Linked DNA regions of Hordeum vulgare: region 2 is linked to region 1. Evidence: chromatin contacts called from public Hi-C data. All regions are on one chromosome and are shown on one strand. The core of a region is the stretch at or near the end of the contact, and the rest is flanking DNA. Distances in the headings are between cores, read along the strand shown.

Evidence for each region. Hi-C and Micro-C count contacts between places; a contact is called where the count stands out from the background.
Region 2: a contact with region 1 is called in a Hi-C map of leaf, with 4 times the contacts expected there. The contact joins the promoter of LOC123447204 here to the enhancer-like site in region 1. A contact is called at or near these places in 3 of 6 Hi-C or Micro-C datasets (leaf and seedling) and 1 of 1 datasets of contacts at active chromatin or transcription factors (embryo).

Annotation. Positions count from the first base shown.
Region 1 is chr4H:10,010,321-10,016,585 of MorexV3_pseudomolecules_assembly, forward strand. It overlaps LOC123447196 (inositol hexakisphosphate and diphosphoinositol-pentakisphosphate kinase VIP2-like), which reads left to right. Exons shown (of 30, transcript XM_045123777.1): 25 at 145-216; 26 at 334-578; 27 at 667-724; 28 at 805-972; 29 at 2,440-2,514; 30 at 2,612-3,071. The coding sequence ends at 2,899. Among protein-coding and RNA genes, the nearest start is that of LOC123447197, 13 kb to the left of the region's middle. Within about 2 kb of position 3,276, at least 1 of the 3 cell types and tissues checked has open chromatin away from gene starts, as enhancers often do. A contact at or near this core is called in leaf, where this site is marked.
Region 2 is chr4H:10,257,484-10,263,748 of MorexV3_pseudomolecules_assembly, forward strand. It overlaps LOC123447204 (tetratricopeptide repeat protein 38-like), which reads right to left and starts at 2,675. Exons shown (of 14, transcript XM_045123786.1): 1 at 2,394-2,675; 2 at 2,210-2,308; 3 at 2,004-2,105; 4 at 1,479-1,622; 5 at 55-149. The coding sequence starts at 2,660.

The DNA.
Region 1 (6,265 bases), core at 2,026-4,525:
CAAATGCCAACTCAGTGCCTTAATTATTTGCCCAGGCTCTACAATCCATTGTACTTTCAAACATGCTGATAGTTCATTGACGTCGATAAGTTCTCTAGAGTGTTTACATGTTCTTAAAACCTTATCTAACACTTATTCTTGTAGCTTCTTGCTGATGGTGTTATTCCAAATGAGTACGGGATCAACCCAAAGCAAAAACTAAAAATTGGATCAAAGGTTTGTTGTCAAGCTAGACGTGCACTGTCTTTTTCATTGTTGTAGAACATCGTATGTATACGGCATCTCCAACTGATGAATTGTTTATGTGTTCTTCACTTTTATTGGCTTTCCTAGATAGCGCGCCGGTTGATGGGAAAAGTTCTAATTGATTTACGGAACACTCGTGAAGAAGCTATTTGTGTTGCTGACCCGAGTTTTACTGAAGATGAAGCTTTATTCCTACCAACAAAAGAACTAGAGCACCAGCAAAAGGTTCAAGTAAGAAATGAGGATGGAAGAAGATCTAGCACCACGAGTGAAAAGTCAATGGACCAAGAAGACGAAGACGATAGAGAAACTAAATACCGCTTAGATCCTAAGTGTGTGCATGTTTTTTCAGTTAATTGCGATATTAGGTTTGTACTGATTTGCATGTGAATTATATTGGTCTAATATTCTTCCTTTCAGGTATGCAAATGTGAAGACACCGGACCGACATGTCCGCACAAGGCTTTATTTCACATCGGTACACCAGAGCACTTCTGTACTTTGTTCTTATAATCATTCTGGAAATCCAAGTGTTGACATGTGCATTTTCTCCACCAGGAATCCCATATACACTCATTGATGAATGTCCTTCGGTATTGCAACTTGGATGAGTCTCTACATGGAGAGGATAGCCTTGTCTGCCAAAGTACTCTGGACCGACTACATAGAACCAGGGAGCTTGATTATATGAGCAATATCGTGCTTAGAATGTTCGAAAATACAGAGGTAATGATATTTCTCAATATGTCTGTCAACAGACTTTGCCTTTATTATGGTACAAATAATCCTGCATATTTCTACTATTTTCATGAGTTAGCATTTCCAAAAGATTTTGAGCAGAAAGTTTCCTAACCTTATACTAGTATATCAAGTACTGTTGATCCTTTTCTTGAAAAAGCTATCTTACGTACTCAAATACTCTCGTGGGAATGATCAATGAAGTATTGTTGATCCCTTTTCTTGAGAAAGCTTTTCAGTGCTCAAATGCCTTACTTGCAATACTCATGTAAACCTGTATTAACTACAATTGAGCACCAAAGCTATGTATGCAGTATGAAGCGTGATGCTCAGAAAATAAAATAAAATAAAAAGTATGCAGTATGAAGTGTTACGTGCCAATTCTCTGGTGCAGCGTCATTTCACTGATAGACCGAGGGATGCTTTTATATAGCATCCAATGCAATTAGATATTTCTTCATTCGTCAGTCATGGGAAAAACTACAACCTAATATACCATCTCCATTTGCTACACTGGGATCACTGTATTTCATCAGTATCTGAAATTGGGCATAAAATCATCTATTGATTATGCCAAAGTGACATAGTCTCTTCAGTATTTGTTATTTCTCACACTGAAATGGTGTGTCCTGAATCTTGTACTTCAAATTTGTTTGTCTTCTCTACAGGGTATGTATCTAAGTGTATTAGTTTTCGTTGGTATTTCTGTAATGCTGAGTGCCTGAGTACCACTTACCAGGGATGGCGTAGTAGGCAAGTCATTTTTTCGAAAATGAGTTAGGATTTGGGTTATTTTTAAAATGTCATGAAAAATGGTTATTTGATAATACTCTTCGCTAGCTACTTTATTGTAGGGCCATTTCCGATCAATAATGTGTTATGTGACTAAGTAGTGGCCTCCCCTTGTAGTCTGACCCTTTTTGCCGAGAAAAGCCTTAGCCTATTTATGGGCTATGCATGCATGCTCTATAACCATTCCATTGCTCAAGTGACGAAGTTGGGAGTAGGATTGCTGGTAGCTGAAAATTCTGTCTATCTGATCTTGCATTGATGGCAAACCTACTTCCATCCAAATAGTTGAAATGGTATTGGTGTCGGTTCTCTCTTTAAGTCAAGTACTTCACTATATTCTTCACAGAGCGATAAGCAGTAAAAGTGCACACTATTTATGAGTGTTTTCCCCCTAGTTGTATCATGTACATATAACATGCCTATCAAAATGTTACTATACATGGAAAGTTGGCTGAAACTTTCATCTGATTTTGTATCATGTACTCTACATATGTGCATCATACTTTATGTCATAATTTCCACAGAATAACCATATAGGTGCTCTTTGCCAAAGTTATGTTTGATCCTTTTGTGACTGCGTACTCCATAATCCATGCCCTCCTAATATTGGTATTATCCATATAGTTGGAAACTTCTGATGCTTACCAAATTTACTATTTACAGGTTCCTTTAGAAGATGAGGAAAGGTTCCGGATCGAAATGACATTCAGTCGTGGTGCTGATCTCAGCCCTCTCGAGGTACTCACCCATGTCTCTCTATTCACAATCCAGAAGTCTCTGCTTGCTTCGTACTCCACGCATTCGATGTTACTAACAGAACGTATGGTTGGTCCAGGACAAAACCAGTGAAACTTCTCCGTTGCTCCAGGAGCACACCCTGCCGATAATGGGCCCCGAGAGACTGCAGGAAGTTGGCTCTTGCCTGACACTGGACAAGTTTGAGAAGATGGTGCGGCCGTTTGCCATGCCTCCTGAGGACTTTCCTCCGGCTGCACCTCCACAAGTCTTGGGATACTTCTCCAAGGGCGCTGGGGTGCTTGAACGGCTGGCTAGTTTCTGGCCTTTCCACAAGAGCGGAATTAACAGCAAAATGGCTGAAAAAGCTGTGAATTGCCAGAAATGAGTTCATGTGAATATTCATTCCTCTTTGTTAACATCTGGTGGCGACACCATTTGCGCAATTTTGGTAACATGGGTTCATCTTTCAGAAACTGAATCTCACGTGTACTTTTGCCCGGCATCTTGATCTTGAGCATGATTGTAGGCAAATTTTCAAAGATATGTTACGGAACTTGCATCTTGTTTTCTGCCATCTTTTTTGTTAAAGTATTCCTTTCAACTGTCTGATCGAAAGGGCGTCCGTCGCCTTCATCACGCGACGCGTGTCCCTCGCACCGCTACATCCTTCTTATCTCCTTTTCAATCAGCTCCTTTTCCCAGCTCCTGCAGCATGCCATGGCCACCACCACCTCAAGCTCCTGCAACGCCACTGCTCATACAAGTCAGCAGGTCGTCGTCATATGCCCATGCGCTCCCGTGCTCGCCACAGGCTGGGCCTCCGCTGCTGGCCCGTGAGGAAGGGGAGGCCATGGATTTCCTGTAGGGGCGGAGCGTCGGGAGGCTGCAGGGTGAGCTGGGCATGGCTGCGGCCGCGCTGCCCTGCCGCGAGTGTGGCGGGCCGGGGCCGGGGCGCGTGCTGTGGTCGGCTGGTGGGGCAGCGCCGTCAGATTGGAGAAGGGAGAGACAAAATTTTTTCGCAACTTGACCTTTGTTGCAAAAATTTCTGAAACATGACCTTCGTTGCAAAAAATTATTCCGCAAAAGTACCTATGTTGTAGAAAGACGAAGAAAATAATAATTCTGCAACAAGCAAATTGTTTCTGAAACTCGACCGTTGTTTCAGAAATTAACGGGTCTAAAGTTTATTTCTTGCAACAAAGCGAAAGTTTCTGCAACTCAACCATCGTTTCAGGAATTATGCGTAGCAGCGTGCTTGTTTTCGCAACTGGAGCGTTGTTTCAGAATTTTATGTGGTGAACGGGAGGCGATCGAGCTGGTGATCGGACGGTGCACGCGTATGCATTGGACGGCTAAAACGATGGTGGATGGTTACTACAAATCCACCGATGAATGCCTAGCAGTCTTCATCTTTTTTAGGATCATGAATCAAGCTTCTGGTCTTTTTTCTTTTTCTTTTGCGGAATGTCCAAAAGACTTTGTGCATGGCCGCATCCCAAAGTACCATTCCTAATGTAATCTTGAGATAATACTCGTTGAAGGAACCAAATACTAATAGCAGAATTGGCTGGTAGTATACTGTTGATACAAGAACAATTACTCCCTCCCTTCTTAAATATAAGTTTTTTTAAAGATTTCATTACAAGACTACATACGGATGTATATAGATATTATGTACTCCCTCCGTCTCAAAATAAGTGTCTTCAACTTAGTACAACTTTGTACTAGAGCTAGTACAAAGTTGAGACAGTTATTTTGAGACGGAGGGAGTAGCTCCCTAGTAATTTTTTTTAAAAGACTTATATTTAGGATTAGAGGAAGTATGATACACTAGAGCCAAAAAGATTGAAGGAAAAATTTCCGAGAGATGGAAAAACCAGATTTCCACATTGAGTTGGGGGCTTAATGCCCACATGATCTCTTGGTAAGAGCATGATTCCAACTTTCCAAGTGTTAAAAGAGGGCCAAAGGGTATAGTGGCGTGTGAAACCTGCCCAAGTCTTTTTCTGGCTGTCATGGCAAATTAGTTTGGACAGTATTTGGCCCCTGATTGCTGACGTGCCCCATCTTTGTGTATAAAAGGTGGATATGTGAGAGATGTCAAGTTGCTGAGTAAGAGTTGCTTGTTTGTATTTTGGCCTGGAAGCATCTGGTGCTTCATGCCAAGTATTTTTGGCCAGCCAGATATACCCAAAATAAATGTCTTAAATTTGTATTGATTTTAATATAAAGTTGTATTAGAGTTGAAACATTCATTTTAAGATGGAGGGAGTATGATGCACGACGCAACGGCTCTCTTTCCTGCCTTTTCGTTGTGATAAGCTTACGTGTATCTTGAGCACCATGAGTTCTAGCTACTGAATACGTAACAAATTGCAACTTTTTTTGGATGGAACAAATTCTGTCTTTCTGCAAACCAACCTGTGGTTGGATGGTTAGAAGGACTGTGGTATCCTTCATCCATCAGAATTTAAATCCTAGATTTGACATTGATGCTTGCATTTTTTAAATTTATTTCAGGTCTTTCACCGACGTGCGTTTGGTGGAAGGAAATGTTTCCATTGACTACAAAGGCGTTTGTGGCAACTTCGTCAATCTCAAGATGATGTGCCGGCTTAGTCTCTTGAAGGTGTTCATGAATGAGTGTATGCTCGCGTATGTGAACGACTTTGATTGTACCCTGTTCAAAAAAAAAGAAAATATGTCTTTCATCGCCCCCTTCTGCTTTCACTTGGTTTAACGCACTGTTTTGTGATTCCGGGTCGATTTTTTATCCTCCATGAACCCTTCGCACGGTTATCGAGACATCACAAAAGCACATTGTTTTTATCGTTTTGCGCCAGTTTCATGGGTTATAACACACTGTTTTAGGGTCCAGAGTCAATTTGTGATGCTTCATGAACCCTGTGCACGACTATCGAAATGTCCCTATGGCGCATTGTTTTGGGGTCGTGTGTCAATTTTTTATGCTCCACCTGAACCTTGTGCACGACTATCGAGACGTAGCAAAAAATCGTCGTTTTTGCCATTCCGGGCGAGTTTCGTGGGCTGTAACACACTGTTTTGGGGTCCCGGGTCAATTTTTTATCCTCCATGAACCGTGTGCACGACTATCGAGACGTCGCAAAAACTCATTGTTTTTGTCGTTTCGGGCCAGTTTCATGTGCTATAACACACTCTTTTAGGGTCCAGGGTCGATTGTTGATGCTCGATGAATCATGCGCACGACTATCGAGAGTTACCAAAACTCGTTGTTTGTCATTTCGTGCCAGTTTCGTGAGCTATAGCGCACTATTTTGGGGTCCCGAGTTGATTTTTTTATGCTCCATGAACCGTGCGCATGGCTATAGAGGCATCCAAAAAACACGGTGTTTTGTCGTTTCAGACCAGTTTCGTGGGCCCCGGGTCGATTTTTTGATGCGCCATGAACCCTGTACACGGCTATCAAAACGTCGCATTTTTTTTGTTTTTTTCACGCCAGTTTCGTGGGCTATAGCGCACTCTTTTGGGGTCCCAGGTCGATTTTTGATGCTCCATGAACCCTGTGCACGACTATAGAGACGTTGCAAAAACTCGTTGTTTTGTCCTTTCGAGCCTGTTTCATGGTTATAAGCGCACTATTTTGGGGTCCCGGGTCGATTCTTGATGCTCAACGAATCGTGTGCATAGCTATCAGGACGTCCCAAAAGCATGTTTTTTATAGTTTCGGGCTAGTTTCGTGGGCTATAACACATTGTTTTAGGGTCCCGGG
Region 2 (6,265 bases), core at 1,425-3,924, 250 kb after region 1:
TCCTGCTTTTTTATTTGCACCACTAGAAATGGTATCAAGTGGAGAGCTGCATACATAAATGATGAGCATGCTGTCCATGATGGAGAACATGATTCCATGAACTCAGTAGCTTCTCTGAAGCGACATTCCTGCTGAAAAACATGGCACATCTGCAAGATAGAATGTAGGATGTAGCTTATATTAAAGAATGTTGTGTTACTTCAATATGCACAGGTCAGCTAGTGAAACTCATATGCTAAGTTAAGTTATCTTAATTTAACAGCCCTTGCATGAGGAGAATTCAGTAAGAACATACAGACATATCACATACCCCCACCATAGCAAAAAAAATATCATGGCTTTCCTTTTGCAAAGAAAGTATTTACTATCATGTCTTCCAAGTAAATGAAAATGCAAGGACATGGAATACAAAGGATCAACGTTAAGAGAAAAAAGGCATAGCATCTGAATGACCTCACTGACTAAGCTAAATGAAACTGATTGTGCCATATTTGTCCAGATCTTAGTGGATCAGTCCAAGTACTCTAAACATTGAAACAGTTTTGAATGAAAAGCTGGGCCATAGGCCTTTTCTCAAAAACAGGAACAGTCCAAGAACTACTTGGGTATATGTGCAGAGCCTGCAAGAAAAACCTCACTTGGCAGGGTTTGCAGGACAGCACAAAGCCTCTACACTACCAATCCTTGGTGCTGTGCAACGCATCCCTCCCCTATAAGTTATCCAGGGTCGTGATGCCTTCTAGTCATCCTAAACGATGCCACGAGTACATCTCGATCAAGTAGGGCGTAAACCATTTTGTTCCCTGGCATCGGATTTAAATGTAACTTAAGACTTATGGATAGGTCAACTGTTTTAATCAGCTAGTAATCAGCCCTGGATGGTTATTGACTATTTAACCATAGACGTGAGCCTGGCGTTCAGATTTATTAGGACATCTGTGCTAAGTATGAAAGACTTTCCAGCGGTAATTAAGGCGAAGGACTCATGAAAGGAGCAGAGCATTAAAGTGGCAGTATAGGTGCTAATTGCTATTGGATTCATTTTGGTTGAAACTGTCAAGTGACCCTAGCCTAGAGTAAGATTTTAACATCTTGATTAACACAGTCTGATCTCTATCATATTGCATAGTTTTAGTTTAGTTCATGGTTTATAATTTATTTAACCATCTCAAGTTCTCAACAACCATTATTTTTGTTAGTGGTAATTTGTTCTAAGTTAGCAAGTCTAAACACTGCTTCTCTGTATATTCCATACCTCGAAGTACTCATGCGTGGAAAGCTATTTCTTTACACACGTACCTAGCTTGAACAAGATTAAAAAGAACACTTGATTCTAGTATTATTCAGCAGGCTAATTCTGTGACCAATTTACAAAATACCCATGTCACCAGGTATATAAGGTTCATATCACTTACAAGTCAGCAACTAGATGTAATCACTAAAGCCAAATATAGCCAAACAACAACTCATCAACATACATTATGCTGTGACCAGAAGTCGTTCTTGTTTATAGCCAAGCCTTTCCGAGCAGCAATCTCAGCCTCGTCCATTCTTCCGAGCTCCAGCAAAGGGAAAGCGAGCATGCCGTATACATAGTTCCGATCTTGGTTCTCCGGCAAAACCTGATCAGCAACGAGCGGCATTCAATTAGTCAGAAAGAGTTTCTTCATTTGTACAGTAGCATTTTCATAAGAGTAGCTGCTCTATTTAAAGTTTCTGCATTTCTAGTGAATATGAATATGGTAACAAATGCTGTTACACTGTCATCGGGTTTCATTCAGTGGGCTACCTACCCTGATGCTAGAAAACAGCAGGCATACAACTCCTTTGAGAAATCACTAGATTTTATTTCACTGAAAGTTTCAGTGGGTGTTGCTAAGAAATGTTTCACACAAGCGCACCCAATGCACAAAAGAAACGGCATTGCTATCCCTGGGTTAAATCCTAAATATGAAAACTGTAAGCATAAAAACCAGACCTCTTGTGGTAAATTGTCAGCTTACTTGTTGAACAAATTCGAGGGATGTGTCCGGCCGTCCGACATAGAAGCAGATGAGCTGCGCTCTCCTGAGGGACATGAGATCCCTGGGGAACTCCCTGAGCAGCTGCCACACACGAGCAAGGACGCCGTTCAGTTTCACCAGTCAACTTTGTGGCTCGCTCCCAGATCGGCAGGAGAAATCAGATGAAAGGCGCCGCGAGAGCGAACCTGGAAATGCCGGTCGACGGCCACCTCCGTGTCCCTGTCCTCGCCGACGAGCGCGGAGAGCGCCCGGAACAGCGCCCTCTCGTACTCCGTCGCCTTGCCCTTGTGGAAGCAGGCGAGCGCACCGAAAGTCAAGGGAGGATTCGGAATGGGGAAAGGAGCGGACCCGAGGCAGTCGGTTGCTTACGAGGCTGGCGGCGGCGGCGGCGAGGAAGGCGGCGGCGGCGGCGCGGTCGCGCGGGCCGACGAAGTGCGCGGCGTGCAGCGCGGCGAGCGCGCAGGCCGGGTCGGCGGCCGCGGCGCGGAGCGCGGCGGGCCCGCGGCCGCGGCCGAACGCCATGGTCTGCGCGTAGTAGTCGTCCAGCGCCGCCGCGCAGTCCGCGGAGGCCGTCCGGTACTCCTGCCCCCACATGTCCCTCCTCACCTCCCCCTCCCCCTCCGCCGCGGCCGCCATCGATCTGCCGCCGCCCTGCCTGCCTGGCTCGGCCGCGCGCGTCCTCCTGCTGCTGCTGCTGCTGCTGCTGCTTGGGTGGGTGGTGGTGCTCGTGGGAGGAGGAGGAGGGTCGGGAGGCCGCGTGGAGTGAGAGTGGTTGTTGCGGAGGCGCGTGCGTGCGTGCGTGCGTGCCGTGCCGTGTCACCGCTGGCGACGTCCACGTCCGTGGAATGGTGGTTCGGCGGTCAGACAGCACACAGCAGGGTGGTGGGCGCGTGTTGCTGCGTCGTGCCGCGCGACAGTGGTTTTGGGACAGTGATCCTCCCGATGGCGAGTGGCCTCGCGGCCGCCGGATGCCGACGCGGCGGCACGCGAGGGACGGGGAGGAAAACGATGACCAGGTGGAAGAATTGGTTTGGGCCGTAGTAGAATTTTTTCCAAAAAAAAGCATCGTAGCCTTATCTACTTCCTCCGTTCCTAATACATACGGATGTACATAGACATATTTTAAAGTATAGATTCACTCATTTTTGCTCTGTACGTAGTCTTCTAGTGAAATACCTAAAAGGCCTTATATTTTGGAACGGAGTAATAGAGTATAAAAAATGAAAAAAAAATAGAGTCAGCCATAGCAAGATGGCGTGGCGGCGGCATCCTCCTGGTAGACCAGTGTCCTCGGGTTTCGTCGACGTTTGCTCCAACGTCGGCACGGAGCTTGGGAGGTAGTCCAGGAGCGGATGCAGATTGTGGTCTGCATCGACGATATCTGAAGGACATAATGTGTTCTGGGTTCGTGGTTAGTGGATGCCAGGTATGGTTTCCTCATTTGACGTCTTAATCGTGGTGGGATGTCAGATTTACAGTTCGATGGCGTGTCCAGGGTGTTACTCCGGTCTGATTTGTTCAACGTCAAGTGCTTTATTTTTGGTGAGCAACCTTGTAGGTCCGCAAAGATGTATACCAGTGATGGAGCCGCGTCGAGTTCGGGTGAGGAGGTGATTCGTCATTCTTTTCTTTGATGGCTGTTGTGATGGTGGCAAAGACAGGTGACGAACTCTAGTGTCAAACTCACATATGTCCTTCTATCTTTTCAGTTTTGTTATATCAATTTTTATATGATTTGTATTTTGATCTTTACAATATAAATGAGACACATATTATCAAGCAAAAAAGATCGCGCGTATACTCCCGCTGCATGCGCAACCGTTAGATACAAATTTGATCAGCCGGCGCACAATCAGCCAAGGCCTCCATGACTAGACCCGTGTGCTTTTGTCACTTATATTTTTTTCATTAACATTTTTTGTGCTGCAGAAGTGCTTTCACAACGATGCCTATGTTACACGAAAGTTAAGACAAAAAAGTTCTGCAACATCATCCGTGTTGCTGAAATCTTTTCACAACAACATCCATGTTGATAAAAAGTAAAGATATATTTTTTACAACATCATTTGTGTTGCAAAATTTCTTCCACCACGAAACTCATGTTTCAAAAAAGTTCAGACAAAAAAAAACTTTACAACAAAACGTCACAAATGTTTCTGTAACAGAAGGTCTACTGCAACGATGAGAAAGGGGTCGGACTACTGGATAGCCCCGATCAAACGGATGCGGATGTGGTGGATTTTCTAAAAAGATCCGCCGACCAACGCGTGGAGTCCACAAGGTCCACCATCCAAGGAGAGCAAAAGAGGGTTCGACACACTTGTCATTGCTATTGTGGGGGCTGTGTGTGTGGAAGCATCGTAATGCTCGGATTTTCAACAGGGTCCACCAACAGATGACGCCTCACGAGCTAGTGGATGCCATTCTATGGCAAGTTCATGACCGGAGGCGAGCCGAAGTGGGTGTTGGTGGTTTAGCACATTTGTTTTGTGAGAGAGTAGGCTTTAGGTTTGTCTGTTGGTTGTTACCGGACGTTGCCGGGAGTAGATATTCGCATCTACTTTAGGTTTCTTGTAAATTGTCTTTGCTCTCTTTTATAAAAATATGATACACAATTGATCTACTCTCGAAAATATATATGGAGATTTCTAGACCAATGAACTAGCACTGCGCCGTAGCCGTTGACACGCCTCTGTCATTGCTCCCCTATCGATGTCGGTTTGACCAGGCCGGGAAGTATTCGCAGATGTGCATCTAAGAACCAACGTCATGAAGCCGCAGTCGTTGAACTTAATTGACCTAAAGCACCTTGACATGACAAGAGATCTCAACCTCACTGTCTTAAGGAGATGGTAGAAATCTACACCAAAGCATTTCTCTTGACGGATGACGTTTTTTCATAGCGAACCATGCATAAGCAATCCGTGTAAGGGGGTCATCGCGAGTCATGCACAAGCAATCCGGCAGCACATCAACCCTCAAAAGTGTTCTGTACAATTTGGAAAGAGTTGTCCGGATGCCATATGGCAGAACGCCATGCAAGTATCGGAGGTTGTTGACAATGAATTCGAGGCAAAGTATTTTGGTCTTCCCACACGTGATGGAAGGATGCATAAAGGAAAATCTAAAACCTGCAAGAAAGACGCACACAACAAATTTTAATATGGGGAAAGGGGTTTCCATAAAGTCAACCGTGCAGGTAATGTTGACATATATCATGAGTGTGTTCAAACTACCGACGTTCGTGTGTGATGATCTCTCGAGTTTAGTTCGGTATTTTTTATGGGGATCACAGAAGGGAAAGAGAAAGGTACGTTGGATGTCATGGGACAAGATCATTGAGGTGATCCGGGCCCATTTTTTAGGGTACGGTTCGAATGTTAGGTGGCGATCCGGACGGGGCGTCGGGCGGGGCGACGAGCCGGGTGATTGACGCGGTGGCTCCGCCGCCAGATCCTCTATTGTCTCTACAGCCGCCATTGATTCAGATCGCGAGGGGTGATGGTCCAGGCGGGTCGACTAAAGGGGCGATGAGCGGGGCGTCCGGCGCGGCGACGCCGCCGCTAGATCCTGCACAACCCAGTACACCTAGCGTGCCCGCTGGGATTTCTAGCGCTCCGGTGGTTGATGCGACGGAGGTGGTAGACGAAGTCACCTCGTCGGCGCAAGGCGTGATCTATGCGGGAGACTCGCGCTGTGAGACCCTTCGTGCAGGGCCCGTGCCGGAGGTTTCACCTTACCGTCGATGGGACGTCGAGTTTGCTGACTCCATTCTGAGTGATGCAAAACTCATCCAGGGATCTATTTGTCTCCACTTGCCTTCGCGTTGGATCACCATTCGGGATGTCCATGATGATATTCTTGCAGGGAGATATCTGCACGAGAATGAATACCCACATGTTGGGGAGGTGCTCGACATTGACGGATTTCATCTCCTACGAAGGCAATTGCGTCGCCACAAAAGAAGATCGACCAGGATACGGTATGCGTCGATCTTTCGTCTAGTCCGATTCGTTTTGGCGGCCGTTTTTGGGTTCTTGCAGATCACGAGGATGATGAAGATGCGGACGGCGTGGACTTGCTCCAACCAGAGGTGCCGCCAGTTTCGTCATCGGTGGTCAGGACGTGTGTATCACATCGCAAGGATGTCGTGCTGGACGATGTGCATGGCGACGAGCTGGCGGAGGAGCTGACGCCGGTTGTGCCATCCCCGTCGATCATGTCACCGTCGACGGCGTTGC